Linked DNA regions of Sus scrofa: all the other regions are linked to region 1. The links are chromatin contacts, called in public HiChIP or PLAC-seq maps. All regions are on one chromosome and are shown on one strand. Each heading gives the region's core, a stretch centred on a gene start, on an enhancer-like site or on the middle of the called end of the contact. The rest is flanking DNA. Distances are from core to core; before and after follow the strand shown.

The links. HiChIP or PLAC-seq counts read pairs in DNA pulled down with a chosen protein or histone mark.
Region 2: an H3K27ac HiChIP or PLAC-seq map of alveolar macrophages shows a contact between it and region 1. The contact joins the promoter of CFD here to the promoter of POLR2E in region 1. A contact is called at or near these places in 1 of 47 Hi-C or Micro-C datasets (epiblast stem cells) and 1 of 2 datasets of contacts at active chromatin or transcription factors (alveolar macrophages).
Region 3: an H3K27ac HiChIP or PLAC-seq map of alveolar macrophages shows a contact between it and region 1. The contact joins the promoter of MED16 here to the promoter of POLR2E in region 1. A contact is called at or near these places in 1 of 5 promoter capture datasets (liver), 2 of 47 Hi-C or Micro-C datasets (epiblast stem cells and liver) and 1 of 2 datasets of contacts at active chromatin or transcription factors (alveolar macrophages).

The regions. Positions count from the first base shown.
Region 1 is chr2:77,328,387-77,332,388 of Sscrofa11.1, forward strand. It overlaps POLR2E (DNA-directed RNA polymerases I, II, and III subunit RPABC1), which reads left to right and starts at 2,369. Exons shown (of 7, transcript XM_003353962.4): 1 at 2,369-2,556; 2 at 3,894-4,002. The coding sequence starts at 2,500.
Region 2 is chr2:77,509,877-77,513,878 of Sscrofa11.1, forward strand. CFD (complement factor D) reads right to left here and starts at 2,112. Exons shown (of 5, transcript XM_013994801.1): 1 at 1,788-2,112; 2 at 1,123-1,279; 3 at 892-1,036; 4 at 552-809; 5 at 1-145. The coding sequence starts at 1,845. The region is part of intron 15 of MED16 (mediator of RNA polymerase II transcription subunit 16); the gene reads left to right. ELANE (neutrophil elastase) reads right to left here. Exons shown (of 5, transcript XM_003122986.4): 5 at 3,893-4,002. The coding sequence ends at 3,987.
Region 3 is chr2:77,488,955-77,492,956 of Sscrofa11.1, forward strand. It overlaps MED16 (mediator of RNA polymerase II transcription subunit 16), which reads left to right and starts at 1,999. Exons shown (of 16, transcript XM_005661362.3): 1 at 1,999-2,142; 2 at 3,528-3,705. The coding sequence starts at 3,573. R3HDM4 (R3H domain-containing protein 4) reads left to right here. Exons shown (of 8, transcript XM_003122984.3): 8 at 1-152.

The DNA of each region.
Region 1 (4,002 bases), core at 1,119-3,618:
CCCCACATTTGTCTCCACTCCAAGCTCACACTGAATTCCAGGCTCATGTCCCACTGAACTACCCGTTTCTCTCCTTAGGGCCCATGGGAGCCCCAAGCTTACACCTACGCCTCCCCACCGCAGTCCCTTTTTCCCTCCTCTGTTCCCCTCTGTGTCTCTCATCTCCACATCCCATCCATCTGCAGATCTGTGAGTGCTGCCTGGACCTGCCCTCCCCTGCCCCTCCCTGGTCTCCTTGTATCTGCTCTGCTGAGATGCTGAAAATGGCTGCAAACCCAAACTTTTCAACCCAACAAACACGGCCTCCCAGGATCTGCCCCATGTCACCCTCTGACTTCCTCTTCTCCCTGTCCCCCGGCATAGGCATCCTTGCTGCCAACACACCAGCCAAAGTCCAGCCTCAGGGCCCTTGCACACACTGTACCCTCTGCTTGACACACCTTCCTCCAGACATGCCCACAGCTCCCTCCCTCTCCTGCTTTGGGCTTTTACATGAAACTTCCTTGACCACATTTGAGACTTCAAACCTACCTTCTCCTTCAGCCCACTCTCTTGTCCCCTTTTTTCATTTACTTGTGTTCACTTTTTTTTTTTTTTTTTTTTTTTTTTTTTTTTTTTTTTTTTTTGGCCCGCCCATGGCACATGGAAGTTCCTGGGCTAGGGATCAAATCCATGCCAAAGCAATAACCCAAGCTACTTCAGTGACAACACCAGGTCATTAACCTACTGGGCCACACGAGAACTCCTATGTTCACTTTATGTCCTGTGTCTCCCTGGTATGTAAAGATGCTTGCCTGTTTTGTTCCACATCCCTGTGGGTGCTCATAAAATATTGAATCATTAGGAGTTCCCATTGTGGTGCAGCAGAAACAAATCCGACTAGGAACCATGAGGTTGAGGGTTTGATCCTTGGCCTTGTTCAGTGGGTTGAGGATCCAGCATTGCCGGGAGTTGTGGTGGGGGTCGCAGACACGGCTCAGATTCTGGTGTTGCTGTAGCTCTGGCGTAGGCAGTGGCTACAGCTCTGATTAGACCCCTAGCCTGGGAATCTCCATATGCTGCAGGTGCAGCCCTAAAAAAAAGACAAAAGACAAATAAATAAATAAATATTGAATCATTGAATAAATGTATTACCGAGTGAGAAGTTACTGATGGCCTCCACTGACACAGGGGCACTGGGCTGGGCAAACCTCCTGTATGAACCGGGGTGGTGTATGTGTGTGTGTGGGCAGATGTGGAGGTTGTAAAAACATGCACAATCTTGGGGGCTGTGGGGTATCCAGGGGCTGGGGTGGGCCTCAGGGGACTAGGAAAACAGAGATGAGTGCATTTCATAAGCAGTGGGAGCTATGCCAAGCTCCTCCCAAGCTAACAATCCCTTTAGGTCCTCAGCTAATCCTCTAAGACGGGGACACTTTATTATTTCCACTGTACAAAGTGGATAACTGAGGATCTAGGGCATTAAGTTGGACATGGCCCTGAGTCAACTGAGAAAACTCCCTGCAGTTGATCACACAAACACCTACGAACCATCTCTTAGTAAGTACGAACATCCTGGGAACCGAGCGTACCCAAGACCCTGTCAAGGCCTCAGTCTCCCCTTGCTTCTGCCTACCTGAATTTTTTTTTTTTTTTTTGCTGCACCCCCTCAGCATATGAAAGTTCCCAGGCCAGGGACTGAATCCAAGCCGCAAGAGTGATCTGTGCTACAGCTGTGGCAACGCTGGATCCTTAACCCACTGGGCCTGGGATCGAACCCGCGCCTCCGCAGCGAGCGACCCCAGTCACTGCAGGGACAACGACGGATCCTTAGTTCGCTGCCCCACAGCTGGAACTCCTGCCTCGCTGGATTTTTTTTTTCCCCTTAATTTTTTTTTATTACTCAAATGAATTTATCACATCTGTAGTTGTATAATGATCATAACAATCTGATTTCACAGGATTTCCATCCCACAGCCCAATTACATCCCCCCACCCCCTAAACTGTCTCCTCTGGAGACCATAAGTTTTTCAATGTCTGTGAGTCAGCATCTGTTCTGCAAAGAAGTTCAGTCTGTCCTTTTTTCAGATTCCACATGTCAGTGAAAGCATTTGATGTTGGTGTCTCATTGTATGGCTGACTTCACTTAGCATGATAGTTTCTACGTCCATCCATGTTGCTAAGAATCTGCCTCGCTGGATTCTAAACGTCCTCCCTAGGCGGGCGTTGAGCAGAAACTACGCCTCCAGAGAGGCCTTGCATTCAAAACCACGCGAGATCTACCGAGGAGCGGGTGAGTGGTGTTTGCCCTCTTTTCGCGCAGCCAACCGCCGCTTTAGTAAGGCTCGGGCTGCCCTTGGCTCTGCCCCTCCCAAAGGTCGCTGCATTCAGGCTTTAGCTGACTACAGCCCTGTAAGGGTTGGGCGAGGTGGAGGGGGCCTGACAGCGGCGCGGCGCAGGCGCAGTGGGCACGGGTCTTGCCGAGCGCAGGCGCTGTAAGTTCGAGGGGGGCGGCAGCCATGGACGACGAGGAGGAGACATACCGGCTCTGGAAGATCCGTAAGACCATCATGCAGGTGAGACGCGCGGGGGCTGCCCTTAGTACTAAGCGAACGCTGTCCGGCGCGCGGACGGCCAGCGCGAGGCCCGAAGATGGGAACGAGCTTTTCTATGTCTGGCCGCGCGGCTCAGGGGAAGGTTCTGGCCCAGGTGGGGCCCGTATTGGGCCGGGGACAGAGGGGCCCCGCCGACCACTGCTGAGTGGCGAGTCCGAGAGACGCCGGGGAGAGGGTCAGGGTTTCGCTGGAGCTGGAGGGAGGGAATTGGCCTCGCGTGTTCCTCTTTCCGGAAAGTTATGGCACTGTTTTGAGGGCCTGATACAGTATTCCAGGATTGTGGATATGGAAGGATCCCTGGTTAGCTGGTCTCAATGCTGTCTGGTTGCCCTGACAGCGCGCCCTGGCCACCAACTTTGAGCTACTCGGGCTGATAGGCTCCAAGTCATGCCAGCTCCCTAGCTAAGCGTTCTCTGTGTGCCACGTGCTTTAGGCTACTCCACGGGAGGGGGCGATTGTGATCCCACGGAGGCTTCGGGCCTTGACTAAGACCACCCACCCTCGCCACGGCGGGGATCCTGCCTGGACTAAGCTGGGGCAGTGGCACCCATATTCTCCACCTCCTTGCAGTGCTACCCAAAGACAGGGTAGGAACAGCGTTGCTTCAGGCTGACCGTGTCGCGGGCCCTGGGTGAGAAGAGTGAGCGCTCAAGAGGGAGAGTCCGGGAGTTCCTGTTGTGGCTCAGTGGTTAACAAATCCAACTAGGAACCATGAGGTTGCGGGTTCGATCCCTGGCCTTGCTCAGTGGGTTAAGGATCCGGCGTTGCAGTGAGCTGTGGTGTAGGTCACAGACTTGGCTGGAATCCTGCGTTGCTGTGGCTCTGGTGTAGGCTGGTGGCTACAGCTCGGTTTAGACTCCTAGCCTGGGAACCTCCATATGCCGTGGGAGCGGCCCAAGAAATGGCAAAAAGGGAGGAAAAAAAAAAAAAGAGGGAGAGTCCAGCTGTGGGGTACTTGGCTGAAGAAAGGGGATTCCGGCAGAGTGGGTGGCTTTCTCTTTGTCTGGGTGGTCATCCGGTCTGTCCACTCAAAGAATCCCAGTTTCTGAGTCAGGACCTAGATCTGCTGGCCCCCAGGCCTTGGCCTGGTTTTCCAATAGCCTTCTGCCCCAGGCAGCCCAGCAGCACCTCTCCCAGACAGCTGTCCTTTTCTGCCCCAGACCCAAGGGCCTGGCCTTGGAATCAACAGCCCTCCTCACATCCCAGCCCTGCTCCCATCTTCCCTGCAGTGGCCTTGAGCACCCTGAGCCTTTGCTGTTCTCTCTGCACCTTGGTCACCTGATTCTTTTTCTCTGCAGCTTTGCCACGACCGTGGCTACCTGGTGACCCAGGACGAGCTGGACCAGACGCTGGAGGAGTTCAAGGCCCAGTTTGGGGACAAGCCCAGTGAAGGGCGGCCGCGTCGCA
Region 2 (4,002 bases), core at 862-3,361, 180 kb after region 1:
CAGCCATCACTCCGTCGATCCAGGCCACGTAGCTCGCCAAGCGCGTGTAGATGCCGGGTTTCTTGCGGTTGCCGCAGACTCGGGAGCCTGAGGTAACCACTCCCTCGGCCACACCCCCGCACACCAGCGGGCCTCCGGAGTCGCCCTGCGTGGGGCGGGGGCTTGAGAGCTGGGTCCAGGCCAGGCTCAACCTGAACCTGCTGCAATTCCGCTCATCCCTACAGCCCCAACAGGCTCTCTCGCTCAGCAATCTTCCCAGGCCCAGCCCATCAAGGCGCCGCCTCCCAACTTTCAGCTCTGCCCCTCAAGCTTTACTCCGCCCTTTGTCTGAGTTCAGCAGCCCCCGCCTCCGACCCTGCCCCATTCCTAGCCCTCTCCATGCCCGCCCTGGCTTTGTCTTTATCTGCACCCTCTCCCAGATCCCACCTCCCCTCTCAACTCTGCCACGCCCACCCAGCCCTCACTTCTCAGGCCACGCTCACGCTGTAGAGCCTGGCCACTCTCTAAGCTCCCCACATGCCCGCCCCCTCTCAGCCCTCCCGCCCTCGCACCTTGCAGCTGTCCCGACGGTTGCTCTCCGCGCACATCATGCGCTCGGTGATGGTGCCATCGTGGTATGTGCGCAGGTTGCAGGTGGTGCGGTCCAGCACCGGTAGGAGCAGGTGCTGCAGACGGTCGGGCCGGCGGCCAGTGTGACTGACCACTCCCCAGCCGGCCACGTCGCAGAGCGTGCCTGCCGGAACCTCGTGGTCCTCTCGTTGCCAGGCAAGGGGCTGCACGGCAGGGCCCAGCTCGGCCTTCTCGGAGAGCTGAGGGTGGGGGCGGAAGCGAGCGTTAGGGGCAGCGCAGCCCCCAGTGCAGCTGGAGGGACTGCGGCTAGACTTAGCAGACCTTCAGCAGGAGGAGATCATGGTCGATGGTGTCAGGCTGGCTGTCTGGGTGGGGCACGGCGCGGAGCACGTCGTACAGGCGCTTCGAGGGCTCGGGCTGTGACAGGGAGTGCGCACCCAGGAGAACCTGCAGCTTCCCCTCGGCCCTGGAAGTGGAGTGGGCTCACATCAGAGCCATGTCCCCACCCGACACCCAATTCCCCCATTCCGCTCTTGGTCCTGGGCCACTCACACGTCCTCCAGGCAGTGTGCTGCACTCAGCACCCACTGCTCAGACACCAGGAAGCCTCCGCACACGTGCTTGCCGTTCACCTGCACCGATGCCATGTAGGGTCTCTCGTGGGACTTGGCCTCCTGGCCACCCAGGATCCGGCCACGGGGCTGTGCCACTGGAGGATGCAGGTCCGAGTGAGGGTGACTGCAGCCCAGACCTCAGATTCCCTCTAAGAGAGCGGCTCTGGCACCCTCAGACTGAAATTCCTTCCTTGGGATCCTCCCCAAAGAGTTGCAAACTCTGGGGGCCCAGGGAGGGATGCTGAAGAAGACAGACCGGGCGGTGGGGAGTGACAGTCTGGGGCAGACTCCGCGTACCTACACACTGGGCCCTAGAACTTCAATATAGACACAGACAAGTGGGGCTGATCAGACCCAACATCCTGCCAGCCGTTTGCTCCCAGCCTGGGCTTTCTGTTGTAGAACCAGAGGCTCTCTGAACTCACTAGATTCAAAGTTTTGAGAATTGCTTGGTTTTCAGAGCCTTCTGTTCATGTGGACCCTGCCCCCTCTCTGCCCACCTAGTGGGGCTGGAGGGCCATCCTCTTGAGCGGAGGGGTCCATGGCTGACTGCGCTGCAGGCTAGGGGCCCCCAGCTGGCACCCCAGTCCCGGGTCCACTCACCACATACAGCTGCTCCGAGGAGGATCAGGGCTGCCAGGTGCCCGGAGCGGTCTGCCATGATGCTGCTGTGGCCTCAACAATGGCCCAGGGCAGGGCTCTGGGGTTCTTTTATGAGGGTGGAACGGGGTGGGGGGGGAGCTCCCACAGGTCCTATCTGCCAAGTGGGCAGTGGCCCAGCTGAACAAAGGGAAGCCGTCCACGCCCTTCTCTCCCCCCACTTCCCCCGCCACAGTGCTGTGATTATCTTCCCCTAGACTTTGTACCAAGAGTAGATGGGCTGCTGGACCTGCCTGCCACCTCTGTCATTCTGTGGGAAGAGCCCCTCAGGATGGGCGGTGGGCAGAGCAGAGGGATGGACCCACCCACCCACCCACCCTGACCCCCAGCCCAGTCTCCCAGAGTGCCCTTCCAGCCCCAGAGTTTCGCAACAGCAGCTGGAGAGCAAGCCCAGTTTGTAAACAACCCACTTCCTCATTTTCTGCCCCTCCCTTCTTTCCCTTCCTCCTGCAACTTGGAGCTGAGGTCGGGTGGGGGGGAAGGTCATCCAACGCCCTTGTCCACATTGCTGTGACTCTGGGGCTTGACACCCTTTAAGTAGAATATTGTTGATGAGTAGGGACAGCTGGAAAGACTGTTGCATACAAGTGACAAAAAAATGGAGTGTAAGGGGCTGGAACCTTCAACAAGAAAATTTAAATGGAAAGTTTATGGGTCTACCTTCAGGTGTAGCTTAATCCAGGCACCTGAACAATGTTTTGTTTCTTTTTTTCCTCCTTGATGGGTTGTCTCCTCAGCAGTCTCCCCTGTTGTGGCCTCAGGGGCCCTAGACTCAGACCAATGGCCCAGTTATTCCCTCTGCCAATTCCCCATCACTCTAGCCAGCATCTCAAGGCGGCCTCTGATTGGTTGAGTTTGGATCTCATGCCCCTAAAGCAGCCATTGTGGGTTGGCAGGTTCTGATGAGCAGAACCTGGGTCACATGGTTCTCTGTAAGCTGGGGATGGTGGGTCAACATCTCATGAACCTCTTCGGGGGAGATGCTGTGTGTAACCACAAGGGTGGGGAGGACCGTGAACGTCCCCAGGAGGAACAGTGCATGGTATTTTCTCCTTTCCTTCTTTTTTCTTCATGGTGGACCATTTCACACATACAGAGAAAAATAGAAAACAGCATAACAAATGCAATTTGTTAGACCCTAAAATGTTTCCTTGCTCAAATCAGAAACTCTAAAACAAAAGCCCATTGGAATGTGGAGTGCAGATTATGTAAGTAAAAGGATTGGAAATTGCAGCAAAATTTGGAAATTACCCAAAAAGACAGAATGGTTCAGTAAATAACCCTGCAGATCCTGGGATGCTTTGTTGACATGGAAAGACCGCCAAGATATCGTATTAAGTGGAAAAAGCAGTTGTAGGGCAGTGGGTCACCTGCCTGAGCAGCTGGCCCTTGTGGGGAGAGGTGTTCTGAGGACAACCTTAGGGAGAAGCTGGAAGGCAGAGGGAACAGCACTAGTTAAGACCCTGAGGTGTCCCAAGGCAAAAGGTTGGGGAAGTGGAGGAAGGATTGTTTCCGTACCCAGTGAGGCCGAGACTGGCCTGGACCCCAACCCCTGATTGGGTCCTCCCCAGACAGTGCCTCAGTCTTCCCCATGGGGAACTGAGAATCAGAGAAACAGTGAGCAATTTGCCCAAAGTCACAGAGCTGGGACTCGAACCCAGGCCCTGGAGCATGACTTTACAGTTCTTTGCATCTCTACTTCCTCGCCTGTAAAACAAGGCACTTATATAAGAACTACTTTAGGGGCTGGAGCCAGAAACAGATGAGTGAAGATTGCAAAGATTCAGAATGATCCTTGTGACTCAGAATGAACACCTGCTATAGTGCTTTGCATTCTTGCCACCTGCAACAAGAGTCTAATGACATTTTATAGGAGGGGAAGCCAGAAACGGCTACTGGTATCCTTTAGTGAAGTATGAGGAAGGGACTTTTTATCTTGGTGCACTAAATTTGCTGCTACTTGGTAGCAGCGTACTTGTGACATGCTCAAGACATTCACCTGAGGACTTCTGACACTCAGTTGCACAACCAACAAACACCCAGGCACATTCTACAAAACAGGGTTTTTATTGTGTCAGATGCTGCATGATGCTGCATGGGAAGAGCCCAGCCGGGGGGAGTGGGGTAACAGGGGCCGCCTTTCTAGAGGGTCCTGCCC
Region 3 (4,002 bases), core at 749-3,248, 160 kb after region 1:
TGGGTGTCCTCATGCGGGTCCCCCTGACCTGGCGTGTGAGTGCAGAGCTGGGAGGCTGCCCCCCCCCCCCCCCCCCGCAGCCTTGTGTGTGTGGCTAGTTGTGCTTTGGAAAAAGTGGAGAGTTCAATAAATTTCTGGTGCTCTGGTCTCCAGTTGCAGGGTTTTCCTTTGGGGCAGGGCTGGGTGCGTGAATGCTCACAGTGCCCTTGGATCCTGGTCATCAAGGGATGCAGGCCTCAGGGTATGAGGCTTGGCACCGACTGACACCTCATGTAGAGGCAGGTGTGTGGGGTGTGGGAGGGAGGGCAGATGTCACTGAGAGGGTCATTTTGGCTCTGTTGTGTGGCTCAATCCCTCCCGGGTGCCTGGGCTCAGACCTCAGCTCCACCACTTCCCAGCTTTGTGACCTCCAAAAAGATCACTCATGTGAGCTTCCTGGGTGGCTGGAACAAAGTACACCACGCTGCAGTTTAAAACCACAGGAATTTAGCCTCTTCCAGTTCTGGAGGCCAAGATCAAGGAGACTTAGGGCTGAGCTCCCTCTGGGGGCACCAGGGGAGGGTATTCCCCATCTCTTCCAGATTCTGGGGGCTCTGACTTCCCTTGGCTCTTGGCCACATCCCTCCAGCCTCTGCCTACATCTTTATGCGGCCTCCTACCAGTGTCTTTAAATTGTGTCACCCTGGGTTATCTGCTTTTATCCTGATTGCCCTTCTCACCTGGCCCCAATCAGGGGTCCCTGCTGTCCACAGGGCTCCTCACTGTTGAACCTCACCCTGATCTCCATTTCCCTGAAGATGGATTATCTGCCTCAATTACTGGGAATCCTGCAGGTGACATTTGTCTCTTTCCCCCTGTGTATTTATTTATTTAACTGTTTATATCAGTACAGACGCCTGGACATTCGCTTTCTTGTTTGGGTTACAACACAATATCCTTTCATTTTGTTGCTCAGATTGTTCCAGGTTTGGATACTGGGAGCTCTTTCAGTGATTCCTGTCTCACTGAGGCGGGGTATTTATTTATTTGAGCACCGGGCTCCTCTGCATATTTGTGCTGCCTTCTAGAACCAGGCATTTCGCCCAGGAGCCCAGTTCCTTTCACTGGGGCAACGTTTAGAAACCAAGAACTGGGTGCTAAGTGTGCTGAGTTCCATTTTAACAGGCATTTTAAAAAGTTTTAAACACAGATGCTAAATAATGGAAATCCAAATGGCTCAGAGGACATCAGGAGATACTGGATTAACCAGCTTGGAGGCTCCCACCTGTGAAGGGGACCGAATTTCTGGTGCCTGGAGGCCAGTCTGGACTTCAGGGCGCGGGTGTGGTGGCTCTAGGGGACTCCACAGGCCTCCTGCACTGACACACAGACTCGGTCCTGCGGCTGCCCCTAGCTGGCTGTTTTCTTCCCACTCCGATTCCCTGAGCCCGGCCCCCATACCTTTGCCCAGGCGCTAACTGCAGCCCAGTACACCTTCCCCGAAATATCAGGAGGTCTTCCTAGAAAAGACTTTCCCAACTGGGGAGAGCCCGACAGAAAAAGAACCAGCTTTTGATAGCGGGAGACGAGTGAATCCAGAGAAGCCCACGACTGGTTAAGCCGTCTTGCTTACGGGGAAAAGAAGCAAGGAAAAGCAAAATATGGAACGCTTCACGAATTTGCGTGTCATCCTTGCGCAGGGGCCATGCTAATCTTCTCTGTATCGTTCCAATTTTAGTATATGTGCTGCCGAAGCGAGCACGACACCGGGGTTAACCCGACCGCTATTTATAGGGCGGAGTATAAAATACTTTACGCTAAGGGTGAATTCCGTTTAGAAGAAAAATACTCAGTAACTTGTCTCTTCTTTTCTGATATCAGTGCAACAATAGCTTAACAGAATGAGGCTACTCACTGAAGTTGAGAAAGTGTTCTTTCACGAAATATAATTCGGGTGGCTGTTGGGAAACTATCAATGTATGTATGCAAATTATATCGGTAGTGGGGCGGGGCCGGAGCCGCTGCTGTCCCAGAAGTCTCCGGGAAACGGCCGCGCTACGTGGGCGACTCGTTGATCCGGGGAAGATGGCGGTGCCGTAGCCGCGCCGATAGGTGGAGTGCAGGCCGTGGCCGTCCGCTCGGCTGGGAGAACAGGCCGTCCCGGTGAGCGGGGACTGGGGACTTGGGCGTTGGGCCGGCCTCAGGACGGTGCCTACGGCCGCGGCGGCGACTAGCGGGCCGGGGGCGGGGCCTGTAGGGTTAGAGGGCGGGCCTGGAGAGCAAGGGGTGCTGGGTACGCGCCCGGGAGCACGTTGGGCGGGGGGGGGGGGTCGCGACGGAAACTTGGGGGAAAGTCTGAGGCGTCTGGGAATCCGGGCACTCCGAGCTGGGGAAAATCGGGGCTGGGCCTGGAACCTGATCAGGGGTTGGGAGGTCTAAGGCTGTATTTTCCTGGGGAGGGGCCTGGGGATTCTGGTGGGCTGGAAGGCGGCCACTGGAGACCAGCACCTGGCTATTGGGTAGTGGTCCCTGGGGTGGAGCCTGAAGTGGCAAAAAGAGGCGGGACTTGGAGGGTTGGGAATTTGGAGGTGGTTATAGGGAGGCGAGTTGTTTGGGAGACCCTGGGGAGAGAACAAATTTAAGCTATCCCTGGGAACACAAGGGGCAAATTGGGACTGGGGTCTGGAAAGCAAATATTGTAGGGGGCGGGGCTGGAGAGCTTTGAGGGCAGAGCTTAAAGACTGCTGAAGGGGCCTCTGGGCAGGGCCTTGGGGTTCCTGGCCAAGGCTTGAGGAAGCGGGAGGCCTGGGGGAAGTGATTGAGAAAGATGGGTTGGTCATACAGTCTCATTGGGTTCTGGTAACGGTGAAAATAACCGTAATCAATGCCCGGCACATAGACAGCAGGTGGAAATGTTCATTGTTTCCGTTGCGGTTGTTACCTTTGAAGTGCTGCACCAAGCTGCTGCCTGCCCCCCATCCTGCCTCCTTGCCTCTGCCAAAGGCTTCTCTAAGGATAGAGCAGTCCCACCTCTCCTCACTGCTTCATGGTCCCCATCATTGTTCACCTGGACTGGCATGGTCACCCCCACCCTGTCCCTAAGCCTTTCTCTCCAGACAGCCAGAGGGGTGTGTGAAACATAAGAAGGTCTCAGCTCCCCTGGGGCTCCCACCTCACTCAGGGTGAAAGCGCAGGCCCTGCATGACCCACCCCACCCTCACTTTACCCCTCCCTTCCTCTCACTCAGTTCCAGCAACATGGGCCCCCTGCCGCTCCTTGATGACCCTGGGCTTGGTCCAGCTTCTGGGCCTTTGCACTGGCTGTTCCCCCTGCCTGGGATATCCTTCCTCCAGGCTGCATTCCTGGATCCCTCACTTCTACGCTGGGAGGCCTCCCTGGCCATCCATGTGTCAGATATAGCTCCCCTGACATACACAGAGCAGGGATTGAGTCTTTGGGTCCCTGCAGTGACCCACCATCCAGCACTGCGCTCTGGGCCCTGAGGCCCTGCATGAACGTCTGTGACAAACTGGTCCTCCCTCCCTCAGAAGCTGGTGACCGCCCTCTGTGTATGACCTTGGCAGCCGGGCACCATGGACCTGGCGTACGTCTGTGAGTGGGAGAAATGGCCCAAGAGCACGCACTGCCCTTCGGTGCCCCTGGCCTGTGCCTGGTCCTGCCGCAACCTCATCGCCTTTACCACGGATCTCCGAAACGACGACCAGGGTGCGCCCCCTCCTGCCCCCCGCATGGGCTCGTGCCCCAGTGCCCATGGACCTCCAGGCCTGTCCAGTCTCTCAGGGTTCCCTCATGTGTGATGAGGGGTGGTGAGGGCCCAGAGGGCACCTGGCACCAGGGGGCACTGGAATCACCCCCAGGGGATGGACCTGTCCAGATGAGGGTGGTCCCCAGCCCCTGCTGAGGCTCCTGCCTGAGTTTTCCAGACCTTATATGTCACTGCTTGGCTTCTGAAAGCCTCTGAGCTGCAGCCTGCCTGCTGGGCCTGTGTTCTCGCTATTGTTG